Linked DNA regions of Rattus norvegicus: all the other regions are linked to region 1. Evidence: chromatin contacts called from public Hi-C data. All regions are on one chromosome and are shown on one strand. Each heading gives the region's core, a stretch centred on a gene start, on an enhancer-like site or on the middle of the called end of the contact. The rest is flanking DNA. Distances are from core to core; before and after follow the strand shown. Region 1 holds the start of Sp3 (Sp3 transcription factor). Region 2 overlaps LOC102546819 (a long non-coding RNA gene). Region 3 overlaps LOC108350397 (a long non-coding RNA gene).

What was found. A called contact is a pair of places that touch in the nucleus more often than the background predicts.
Region 2: a contact with region 1 is called in a Hi-C map of Schwann cells, with 3 times the contacts expected there. The contact joins the enhancer-like site here to the promoter of Sp3 in region 1. A contact is called at or near these places in 6 of 12 Hi-C or Micro-C datasets (the Rat2 cell line, Schwann cells, kidney and 2 more).
Region 3: a contact with region 1 is called in a Hi-C map of kidney, with 1.9 times the contacts expected there. The contact joins the enhancer-like site here to the promoter of Sp3 in region 1. A contact is called at or near these places in 3 of 12 Hi-C or Micro-C datasets (hepatocytes, kidney and liver).

What each region holds. Positions count from the first base shown.
Region 1 is chr3:78,261,871-78,266,063 of GRCr8, reverse strand. Sp3 (Sp3 transcription factor) reads left to right here and starts at 1,547. Exons shown (of 7, transcript NM_001427405.1): 1 at 1,547-2,227; 2 at 2,813-2,958; 3 at 3,401-3,526. The coding sequence starts at 2,221.
Region 2 is chr3:78,346,013-78,349,991 of GRCr8, reverse strand. It overlaps LOC102546819 (a long non-coding RNA gene), which reads right to left. Exons shown (of 6, transcript XR_010064817.1): 2 at 1,513-3,979. Among named protein-coding and RNA genes, the nearest start is that of Sp3, 83 kb to the right of the region's middle. Within about 2 kb of position 1,696, at least 5 of the 93 cell types and tissues checked have an H3K27ac peak or open chromatin away from gene starts, as enhancers often do. A contact at or near this core is called in Schwann cells, where this site is marked.
Region 3 is chr3:78,154,470-78,158,249 of GRCr8, reverse strand. The region is part of intron 1 of LOC108350397 (a long non-coding RNA gene); the gene reads left to right. It also overlaps the pseudogene LOC134486109. Among named protein-coding and RNA genes, the nearest start is that of Sp3, 110 kb to the left of the region's middle. Within about 2 kb of position 1,724, at least 6 of the 93 cell types and tissues checked have an H3K27ac peak or open chromatin away from gene starts, as enhancers often do. A contact at or near this core is called in kidney and liver, where this site is marked.

The sequences.
Region 1 (4,193 bases), core at 298-2,797:
TCTTGGAGTTGTAGCTGATGTTATTACCAACTTTGTCCTAGTCTACTGGGGAATAGGGTGATCTGGTTTTGTTTCTTGGCCAGGAATAGCTTGTGAAATCTTGAGAGAAAACATGACAAGAAACTGGGCCAAGTCTGGGGACAGGGGAAAACAGACCTTATTGTTTTGAGATTTATTCATGATGTTCGATACTTTTAAATTTTCATTTAATGACTGTTTTGAAACATGTTAATCCATTGTCAATTATACTGTATTAGTTACTATACGTGTGTATTTATCTAAATACAGGTATTATGTTTTGCATATGAGTGCTTTGAGTGTATCTGCACTAGTTAAGAAAAAGGTATTCTTTCAAGAGACCATTTTGCTTTTGGTCATCTTAAGATAGGCTGTAACATTGACTCAACCCTGGTTGAAGTCTACTGAATCTTACCTTAGTGGTGAGTGATACTTTTGCTAATATGCATTCCTTAAGAGCTTTGCCTCAAAATAGTTTGAGTTATCTGCTTTTTGGCCCAAAAGCATTATTCTTGCTTGCATGCCACAAGAGAAAGAGAACATGTGTCATTGTCAGTATTAAAAAAATACCAGGAAATAGTTGGGGGAGAATTCCAGCACACAGGAGGCAGAGGCAGTGGCAGGTAGATTTCCTGTGGTTCCAGGCTAGCCTGGTCTACAAATCAAGTTTCAGGATAAACAAGGCTACACATGAAACCTTGTTTTTAAAAACAAACCAACCAACCACCCTCCCAAAAGTCCAAAAAGTCCTCTGAAACTGAGATGCATGCCCTCCCCACCCAGTGATTTTTTTTTAAGGTAGCGCATATTAAGCTAGTTTAAATGCTTCAATTTGCACAACATTATACAAAACATAATTACAATAATTGGGTCGTTTATTCTTGCTTGAGATAGATTTCTAATAAAAGTATTAAGGAAAGTGTTTCCTCCTCTTAAATTCAACCTTTTTAAAGTAGAAGTATCTAGAGGTAATAGACAATGTTCTCTTGTTTGCAGAACATTTTTTTCTCCTGAATGACTGCAAGACATTAAGGATGTGAAAGGAAGGAGTGTTAACCTAAATCACTAAGTAAAGAAAATGTACCTAAGCACTCCCAGGGGAAGGATACTTGGGGTGAGATTTACCATTTTAATAAATGTTGGCATTGTTGACTTATTTTCTTAGGTTAAGAAGCAGGGAGTTTGTGTGTGCAGCAAACTAATTTTAAAGGGTGGCTGTGCCTGACTGAATAAAATATAACTAAGCTTGCTTTGATATCACTGGCCAGAATTAAAACCTTTTTTCCTTATGAAGAGACTTGAGACTTTTTGCTGTCAGTGACTGTCTTCAGGGTCCACAGAAGTAGATGGTTGGTAACCAAGGGCTAAGGGTGGGGAGGATGAGGTGGGATGGGAAGGCGATGTATCCGAGTATGCGACCAAGAGCTGAATGTGTGTGAAAAAGTCCTCCTCCAGCCTCGGAGGGGGTGTCTCCCCCAATACCAGCTCCCTCCCCCAGGGCTCATGGGGCGGGTCCGGTTTGCTCAGTAGCAGCGGCAGCCTTGGGGCTGAGCGGTGGTGGCCTCCTGGCAGCGCTGGCAAGAACCAGCTTCGAGAGCCCATGCCCTGGGGAGATCCAGTCCAGGCGGCTGCCAGGATGGAGGAAACGTCGAGTGGAGTCGGAGCCACCGGGGACGGACTTCCTCCCCAGTTCAGCTCCCCGACAGCTTGGCAAGGCCTGCACGAAGGGCCAACGAGTGGAAGAGGCTTGCGCCTCGGGCCTGGCAGCCGTAGCCGAGGAACGAGGCTGGCACACCGGGGTAACGCGCGAGCCGGGGCCGTTCTCAGGAACCTACGGCGCCACGGCCGCTCATTGTCTCTCCCCTTCAACCCGGGGGCAAACAGGAAGCCCGCCGCCTGGCCAAGCGACGGACAGGCGTCCGGACCAATGAACACAGCTGACGGAGAGCCCAGCGGCAAATGAGCGCCGGGAAGAGGGGCGGAACTTCCGGGCGGGCTGTCACCCTCTTCCCCCCTTTTGGGCTGGAGGCTCCACCTTTTGTGTTTCCCGCACAGTCAATCAAAATAGGAAAAAAAAAAATCCCCGGACCGCTCCGGCCGTGTCCGCCGCCGCTTCCCGCATCCTCTCCCGCCGCCGCCGCCTTCGCTTCTCACCATGTGTAAGGCGGCGGGGAGCCCCGCCTGAGGTGTCCTAAACACACTATGACCGGTACGTAAAGCCGAGAGAGAGCAACCCTTGCTGCCTCCGCCGCCGCCACTGCCGCCCACAGCCAGCCCGGGGCCGCCACCGCCGGCTCCCGGCCCCGAGTGCGCGACCGAGTGTCTGTGGAGGCAGAAAGCCGCACTCCCCTCCGCCTCCCTTCCCTCCCCGCCAGCCAGCGTCCAGCCCTCCAGCGCCAGCGCCGAGTGCCCGCCGGGCTCGGGGCGGGCGGCCCAGTCCGCCGGGAGCGCATCCCCCTGTGTGCGGGCGCGGGCGGCGGGCGGGCGTGTGTGAGTGACTGACGGTGCGAGAGGAGCGAGCGCCGCGGAGGGAAAGGGGAGGAGAGGAGAGGAGAGAGGAGAGGGGGCAGGGGCAGCGCGGGGAGGAGGAGGAGGGAACGAGGAGGAGGAGGGTTACAGCCGCGGCGGGCGGGGGCAGCAGGAGGGGAGGAGGGAGCGCGCCGCCGCGGCCGCGGCCGGGGGGAGGGGAAGGGGCCGGGGCCGGCTGGCGCTAATGTGGCCGCGGCCCGCGGGCCCCCTCCCTCCCCGCACCCGCCTTCCTCCCCGCCCCACCCCCCCCGCGCTGTGCCTGCAGCTCCCGAAAAGCCCGTGAAACAAGAGGAAATGGCTGCCTTGGACGTGGACAGCGGCGGCGGCGGCGGCGGCCACGGCGAGTATCTGCAGCAACAGCAGCAGCAGCAGCAGCACGGAAACGGCGCGGCGGCGGCGGCGGCGGCCCAGGTGAGGAGCGGCTGAGCGCGGCCCGGCTCCCCGCGCGCCGCTTTCTCCTCCCCTCGCCCTCCCTTCCTCTCTCTCTCCCTCCCTCCCTCCCTCGCGCGCCCGCCCCTCCCCCGCCCCGGGAGCTGCCCGCCCGAGGCGCCAACGCTCCGACCCCGCCCGCGCGCCCCCGCCCGCCGCCTTTTTTGTGCGTGTGTGAGTGTGCAAGTGTGCGCGCCCTCCCGGGTGGGATCCGGGCGGAGGGAAGGCCGGGCGCGCAGCCGTCCGCCGCGGGCCGCCGAGCGGGCCGAGCGCAGGGAGAGGCGCCGCCGACCCGGAGGAGGAGAGCGCGGGCCCGGCCGGCGAGGCCAGGCGCGGAGCGAGCCGTACTTCCTGTGCGAGCGGGCCCGGCCCTAACCGCCACCCCCTCCCTGTCTCCCTCTCTGAACCCGCCCATCGCGGGTAGGACACTCAGCCGTCACCGCTCGCTCTGCTGGCCGCTACCTGCAGCAAGATAGGGCCGCCATCGCCGGGCGACGACGAGGAGGAGGCGGCCGCCGCCGCCGGGGTCCCCGCCGCCGCCGCCGGAGCGGTAAGTCCCGCGCGCGCGGCCCGCCCCCGCCGAGGCCCCGCGCCCGCCATCCCGGGCCTGCGGCGCGCCCGCCCGCCAACCCAAGGCCTCCCGCCGCCGCGGGGCCGCCACGCGCGGGCTGTCCGGCCCCGCCGCGCTTTCCTGCCAGCTCGCGTCCCGGGTGGGAACCCAGGCCGGCCCGCGCTTTCCGGAGATTGTCACTGCGGCATCGCGCGCAAAATTCCTCACAAAATGAAGTCTGAGGCGGCGGTAGTGTGGTGTGGGGTGGGGGTGGGCATAGGACTCCAAAATGGATGTTTAAGTAATTTGTATCAGGACTTGAAAACTCATTCGCTTTCTGCACTACATTTGCAAGCACAGCCTATCGGCCATTGATAGTATCACCTACCGAGGCAGTGGCTCTAGTTTCTAGAGTTTCAGAATCTGGAGCAAGTTTCCAGATCTTGAGTAATTTAGGCAGAAGATCATTTAAGGAGCATGTTCTTTTATACGCAGGGTCGAACATTTTTATTACTGTGTCTTTTTCTAACCTGATCATTTATAATTGTTGGCTTTTTGCAGACTACTCCAACTTTGCACTAGTGTTTTTCTGAGGGTTAAGTGAGACAGTTGGCTATTGAAATTTAGGAGTGAGTAATAACTTCGGCCTTTGAAGGTTTCAGGACTA
Region 2 (3,979 bases), core at 447-2,946, 84 kb before region 1:
GGATAAAGAGTACATGTGGTTTGCCCAAACTACACAAACCCTTTCTTTTGTTCTTTTCTTTTCTTTGTGTGTTTGCGCGCGCGCGTGCGTGCGTGCGTGTGTGTGTGCGTGCGTGCGTGTGTGCGTGTGTGTGTGCGTGTGTGCGTGCGTGTGTGCGTGTGTGTGTGCGTGTGTGCGTGCGTGTGCGTGCGTGTGCGTGTGTGCGTGCGTGCGTGCGTGTGTGTGTGTGTGTGTGTTCCATCTGCATCTAGTGTCACTTACAGGGACTGGAAGGTAACAGAAAACGAGAACACCCTCTCACGGTGTCCTCAGAGCCCCTCCTCTCCTTGCCGTGGTCATTCTGCAGAAGTATTCTCTGTGCTGCCAAAGTATCACACAGGCCTTCCTCGAGGGCACAGAGTCTCAACTAGCAATGCAAATAGAGGAGAAAATGGTCGTAGGGTGTACAGGAAGTCTGTGGGATGTTCTTGCAACTTTTCCGTAAGTCTAACCCTTTTCTAAAATTAAAATCAACCACAGCGAAGTCGAGCCAGACTTTCCATCTGATATTGGACCTTCTACTCAGTAACTCCGCCGTTAGTCCCCCTCTTCACCTCTCAAATCATTCCTGGGGCCCCCACCACGGGCGCCCAGGCATTGGGGACACACCCTCCACTCACCCCCACCCGCTGGATGGGATGTGGCATCTGAATATCAGGCTAAGGGACTTTCTGTGTCCCTGAGTTTCCACTAAAGGTACTTAAATGGGCTTGAGGCTGCCTTGCAAAATAAAATAGTTCAGGGGGAGCTGGCGAGATGGCTTGGCACCCACAATGCTTGCTGCTCTTGCAGAGGGCAGGGGTACAATTCCCAGCATCCACATTGCCTGTATCTCCGCTCCAAGGGGATCAGGGCCCCACCCCAGCACTCATGTTCCCATACCCCAACCCTATATACTTACAGTTAAAGGCAATACACACAAATCTTACAAAAATAGTTTTAGGGGAGGAAGACGAGCATTTCAGTAAGAGGTTAGAAACGGGAGGGTCGGGCTGGTCACCTGATGTAGGTAACACCCACTGAAGTGTGGGTGTGAGGAGGGCAAAGGATCTTTCCACACCGAAAGCCTTCCAAGACTTTTTCCCAAGATGGGGAGGGGGCAGACCAGGAGGCGAGTGGTGGGAGGAGGAGCCTGGCTGCCATAAAGAGAGAAGATTGAGAAATAGGCCAGGGCCCCCCTCTGACCTCATTCTGCAAAGGTAGCTTGGCTCCTGGTTGTCAAATACGAAGAGAGTAGAACTGGGATCTCCCTTACAGGACTGAATGAGCAGGGCAGAGAAAACAATGCAAAAAAAAAAAAAAAAAAAAAAAAGTGAGTCGCATGCATACAGCCGCATCCTGAAGGAGGCAAAACAATTCACAGGCCTGGTGGCACCGGGGAGAGGATCATACGGTGGGGTCACACATCCTGCCCACGCTCCCATTTCTGTCCAACTCTTCCCTGCCTACCAAGTCCCTGCCAGAGTCACTAACCTGGAGCTCCTGTGCCAAGACAGTGTCATTCTGGGCCTTATCTCAGCTGATAGAAGAGCGGGAGAAAGTGGGGTTCCCGGGAGGTTGCTGAACTCGGATCCGGACCCAGCGAGTTCAGCGCGCAGGCTCGCGGGTGGCTCTGAGGAGCCCCAGGGCGCCGAGTGGCAGCCGGCTGCGGGCCTGCCTCCCAAGCCCGCCAGCCCGTGGTCCCCAGCAGATGTCAGTCTGGGAACAGGAAGCAAGCCTGTTTGGGGTTTCTAAAAATAAATAAATAATAACCCCAACCACAAGAACGATCTTTTATCCCAAAAATTTAAAAAAAAATGCTTTAATGACTGCAGCATTTAGCACATCGGGGGTTTGCATTGTTTTCAATTATGTGCAATTCTGAAAGGAGAGTACAGATTCTGAGCCTGAATGGGGAATTGTGGGGCTGCGAGTTTTGCTGTTTTAAACATTCGCTTTGCTACTTTAAGGGAAGAGCTGTAAAATAGAAATAATGATATATTATTACGGCACTGCGGAGTAGCGTTAATATTGTCGTTGAAACCTAGAATTTGAAATAAAGATGGAAATACTTATTTGTCCATACTTTTGTTCTTAGAAAAATGATTTGGAATGAGGCAGCAGGCCTCCTTATGCATGTGTGCAGTGGGTGAGGCTGAGACTCTCTGGTCCCTGAGGCCAGGTCCCTGGGGACAGGGAGCACTGACCTCTCAGCCCAGGGCTGACATGGGTCTGGTGTCCTAGTGGCCTGCTCAAAGCCACCAGGATGCTGTCTTCTCTTCCTTGTTTTCTAGAAACAGAGCGAGGATATGGAAAACCATAGCGGGTCGTGACAGCAGAAAAGAGATCATAGGAAGATACACTTACTTTGGATGGAAAGTGGATGCTTGGAGTTCTCACTCCTTTGCCTTTAAAAAGGAAAATGTAACCATCAGGGGCTGGGGAGATGGATCAAGAGTCCCAACTGTTCTTCCAGAAGACCTGAGTTCTATTCCTAGCACCCACATGGGGTTCCTCACAACCACCTGTAACTCCAGCTACACACACACACACACACACACACACACACACACACTTTAAAATAATGGAAATACTCTTTTTTTAAAGAATCAAATCAGGGGGCTGGAGAGATGGCTCAGAGGTTACGAGCACTGACTGCTCTTTCAGAGGTCCTGAGTTCAATTCCCAGCAACCACATGGTGGCTCGCAACCGTCTGTAATGGGATCCGATGTCCTCTTCTGGCACGCAGGCGTACATGTAGATAGAGTGCTCAGACATAAAATAAATGTATCCTTTTTAAAAAAAATCAAATTGAATATCATGTATACATGTGGTAAAAACATACTGGAAATGTGTGATCAGAATTTCTTTCATACGGTGTAGGGGCAGGACAGGAGGAGGTTGGGTAATCTCACCAGAGATACGAATTGGATTCTAGTGTTTTTCTATGACTCGAGGGGGTGCTGAGGATGTAGGCTGGTGTCGAGTGCCGATCTGCCATGCTCGAGGCCCTGGTGCCATCCCAAGCACCTCAAAAAACAAACACACAACAAATCAACACACACACACACACACACACACACGCACAGGCGCACACACCGGGTATATGATTATCACACTATACTTCATAAAACTATATGTTAAAAAAAAAGTAACTTCAAAATACATGGGGTAGGTGCCATGGGGAATGGACCGGATGAAATGGTAGCAAGGTAGCTACAAGCTTCACTCTGCACCTCCTAGGGTCAGGCCTGGTTCCCACCCTGGCTTTCTCTTCCCCTTCCAGGAATAAGGCTGGGAAAAGATCAAGACCCAGCATTTCCTTCTAGTTATTAATTAATGCCCCCCACAACTCCCGCTCCTCTGTCAATATAGCGTAACCAAGTTCCACCACTGACTGCTTTCTAAATTCAAGGCTTACCATATCGGGGACACATGGCCTTTGGAAATGTTCCTTTAAAGCCCGGTGCTGCTTGCCTGTGACCCATTTCCTTACCACGGCCCTGCCCATAGGTCAAGCTATTTTTCCAAGGAGATCTAGCCGCGTGCTGGACTCTTAAAGTACCGAATACATTGCCCTGGAGTGTCTGTCCCTGCAGGAGCGCACTCTTTTCTCAACAGCACAGACCATCAAACTCACCACTGCAGAGAGTGCAACTCCAAGGCCTTGCAGGAACCCTGTGAAGTTCTCACCTCAGAACATCCCAGCACTACCGTTTTAGCACTGACCTCATGGATTCTCTCTCCCATTTGACTTGACTCACATGGGTGTGCTTTCCCAGGCACTCCCAGCGAGTGTTTGATGAGTGCATGTATCCAAAGTATGGGATGTGGCCTAAGAAAAAGTATCTCCTTAGGACATTACCACAGCCACGCAGAGTGGGCACGGTCAACTCCCCCTTGAATAAATGACAAAACCGAGGGTCAGAGAAGTTTCGAAATCTTCCCAAAGCTGCACAA
Region 3 (3,780 bases), core at 475-2,974, 110 kb after region 1:
TATTGCTATAACAAACACTAGACCTTATGTACTTCACCAAAACAGTTTAATTTAGTTTACTGTTCTGGGAGCTGGGAAGCCTAAGAGCATGGCACCTAGCTTTTGTTTCCTACGGAATTTCTTGCTACATCATGTTGTGGCAGACATGGGAAGATAGAACAGGCATGTCAGAGAAAGCTTGATTTTGTACAAAAAAAAAAAGAAAGAAAAAAAGAAAGAAAAGCACTCCTTCCATAACATTAATCCATCACTCCACTGATATATTAATTCATGCACGAGGAGGGTACTCAACCCAATTATCTCTAACTACCATGAACATAGGCATTTGGACATTAAGTGTTAATGCATGAAATTTGAGGGACACATTCAAGCCACAGAGGTAGATGCAAGTCTGAGATTGAACCAGTGAGTTCTCGTCCTCCCACCATCCAAGCCTGGCCTTATTTGGTGATGACTGGCGCTCCTCCTGGTCGTGCTGGTAAAATTGTAGACAGGTAGACTCTGCCTGTCTGTGTCTGTAGAAGCTGAACACCAATGGGAATTCACAGAAGATCATTCTCCTCATTCCACATTGTTTAACTTTCCCTATCTCCTACGGTCTCTGAGGAAGATGCTCACCATTGTGTCAACCAACTTTCTCTTTGGCTCCATCCAGCATGCCTCAGGGTGAGTGACAGTAAAGCTAAGTAAAGCTGTGTAATCCCTGCTGGGGTCATCCCTGCTGGCTGATCATGGGGACAGCTCACCTCTCTAAGCTTCACCTTATACCTTGATAAGTGGGGTGGGATGGGGTCTACTTCATGAGATTGTGGGGAATAAGGGATTAATATGGGAAAGAGATTTAGAATTCTTCTTGATCTCTGGCCAGTCCCATAAAAGTTCTATTGTGTTTAATGGTCTCTTCCCTCATACCTCAGTTCAGTAAGAAACTATCAATGTTGCCCCCATGACCTTGCGGCGTAATTTATTTCTCTTGTCAATGTTTTATAGAAAGATTTTGACCTCTTTTCTTGGAGACCACATCCTCAAGGTCACCAGTGGGTTATATGTTGCCTGGTGAGTCTTTTCTATCTTCAAAACCAAGATACCTCAGGCCCTTCTTGGCTCTTCAAGCTATACAGAAGCTTTTCAGTGGCCCAGGGCCCTACTCTCAGGCTCTCCCCTGCTCCCCTCCCACTGGTAGCTTTACAAAGAGCTTTACAAAGCAGGCCTGTGCGGGCCCTGCTCTTGTGCTCCCTCCAGCTGCATTCATTCCCTGTCAACAGGATGGTCTCAGCCTCTTTCTCCAAGCCTGTTGCCCTGTTTCTCCTTTTTTTTCTGGAGACATTTTAGGTTCCTTTCGCACCTGGGTTTTGTTTTTTCTTTTTTGTTTCTTTGTTTTGGTGCAGATGTTTTTCTTCCTTCTAACTTGGCTTCTGTCTTGGTGAGCTGTGGAACTCAACCTGTTTATACTTGTCCTGAGCAGGTGTCCTCTGGCAGATCATTATCTGAGACTCTCTCAAGTCATTGCCAGGAAGAACATCCACCTCCTCTTGGGTTCCCTAACTGGTGCTCTCAGTTCCCGATTAACAGTGCACTTTGGTCTTCTGTTTACACCTGCCTCCCTATGAACCTTAAGTTTTCCTGGCCTCAGGACAAGGAGGGCAAAGGTCATATTCAGTGCACCCTGAAACCCTGCTCGGAAAGAAAATGGCAAGGGCCCTAAAATGAGAGGCTGACAGTTTGTTCTTTGGGTCACAGCCAGGGCCCTGATAAGGCAGGAAGTAAGGGCAGGGCCCATGGTGGACTGTGAGCTGGTCGCATAGAAAATGATTCAGTTAATAGGCTACCAAATGAATATTGTGAGTTGGAAGAGAGAGTAGATAAAGTGACCACTCTCCTGATGGTGTTCGGCCCGTGATGAGCTGAGGATGACCAATCACAATAAAGATTATGCCACGAAGTGTCCCTCCACTTCCCACTGTAAGTCTTACAAAAACCACTGAACTCAGTATCACTCTCAGGAGGTCTTTTCTACTTTACCTTTGAAAACCTATTCCTCTTGCTAACTCTGTTTCCATATTATTACTGAGTATGAGACAATGAACTGGAAAGCCACTGGCTTAAGGTGACTGTTCACCATAGCTGTACCCCAGCTCCCCAAGTTATGTTCATCAAGAGCTGAGAAGGGCTTTTAAGAAGCCAGATATAGTTACTGCGGGTTGGGGGGTGGTGTTACCTAATGTAACCATATAATCCTTTCTTTTCATAGTGCTTTGTTTACTTTTTGTCTTTTGAGAACAGGGTCTTTGCTATGTATACAGCACATACTGTTTGTGAACTTGCAGTCCTCCTGCCTCTGCCTCCCAAATGCTTGGGTTACAGGCGTGAAACTTCACATCCAGGTTTCTTTTTCCTTGCCTTTTTCATTGGATATTTATGAATTTACATTTCCACATCTAGATTTCATGCTGTGTTAATGATTCATACAGTGCTTGTTTTATTTGAGGGAGGAGGCCTTTGACACAGAGTCATCTAGGCTACGTTTAGAATCTTAAATGTCAAAGGAGGGAAAACACCTACCTGGTAAGCATTGCAAAGTTATGACTCGTATAAATGGGACAAACATGTCTCACTTAGTTTGCTAAGCATTCTCCTTTCTGAGGGTGTGTTTGGAGAGTGGCTGGCTGAGACGCGATGCAAATGGAGTTGTTTTTATGTATGTATGTGTGTATGTGTGTATATATGCATGTATGTATATGTGTGTATGTGTATGTATACATGTAGGTGTATGTATGCATGTGTATATATGATGCATGCATGCATGTATGTGCATGTATATGTATGTATATATCTATGTGTATATATGCATGTATGTATATATGTTTATGTGTATGTATATGTGTGTATGTATATATGTTTGTGTATGTATGTATGTTTATATGTATGTGTATGTATATGTGTATATGCATGCATATTATATATGTGTTATGTGTGTATATGTATGTATTTATCTGTGTGTGTGTGTGTGTGTGTGTATGTGTGCAGGTGTTCAGATAGGCCAGAAGATAATTTTAGGCATCATTCCTCAAGTACTGTTTGTATTATTATTTTTTAGGGCAGGGTCTATCACTGGCCTGGAGCTCTCTGAATTCAGGGTCCTGCACTTGCAAGGCCACCTCTTTACCAGCTGTGTCACATCCCTGGTCCAGGAGTTACATTTTAAAGATTCAAATGTGGCATTGTATTTGACATATATCCAACAGTGCCAACTTCATTCCAGGTTGTCTTTAGGGTAGAAATAATGTAATTATATTGTAATCTCAAAAATAATTGGAACAGACTTTGTGGCACAAGACCTGTAATCCTAGTACACAGGAGGCCAAAGCCAGGAGAAACAGGGCAACCCAGCACTGACCCTCAAAACAGCGAGAAGCAGCACCAAAGAACTGAGCCCCACACCCCTGATATTTCAAACTATAACAGGAATGAACGTGTGTTTAGGAGAGTGAGTCAAATGCGAAGGTAAAGGATAGGAGGACATAGTTCAACTCTGAACTCTGTGCAGCCTTCCCAGAACCAGCAGTGTGCTGGGATAGTTGGTACACGCACCAGACAAGGTCACTGACAGAGCTCAGGATTAAGCTTCGTTGGTTTGGCAAATAGCCGGGTGCTGTTGGGTAGGAATAGGGATGAGGTTTTTGTTCAGTTTTGTTTCTGTTAGGTTTCCATACCACATACATAAGGGACAGCCCCTCAAATATCCCTTAACTTTAGCTATCTTCCCTCCATGTTCCCTCC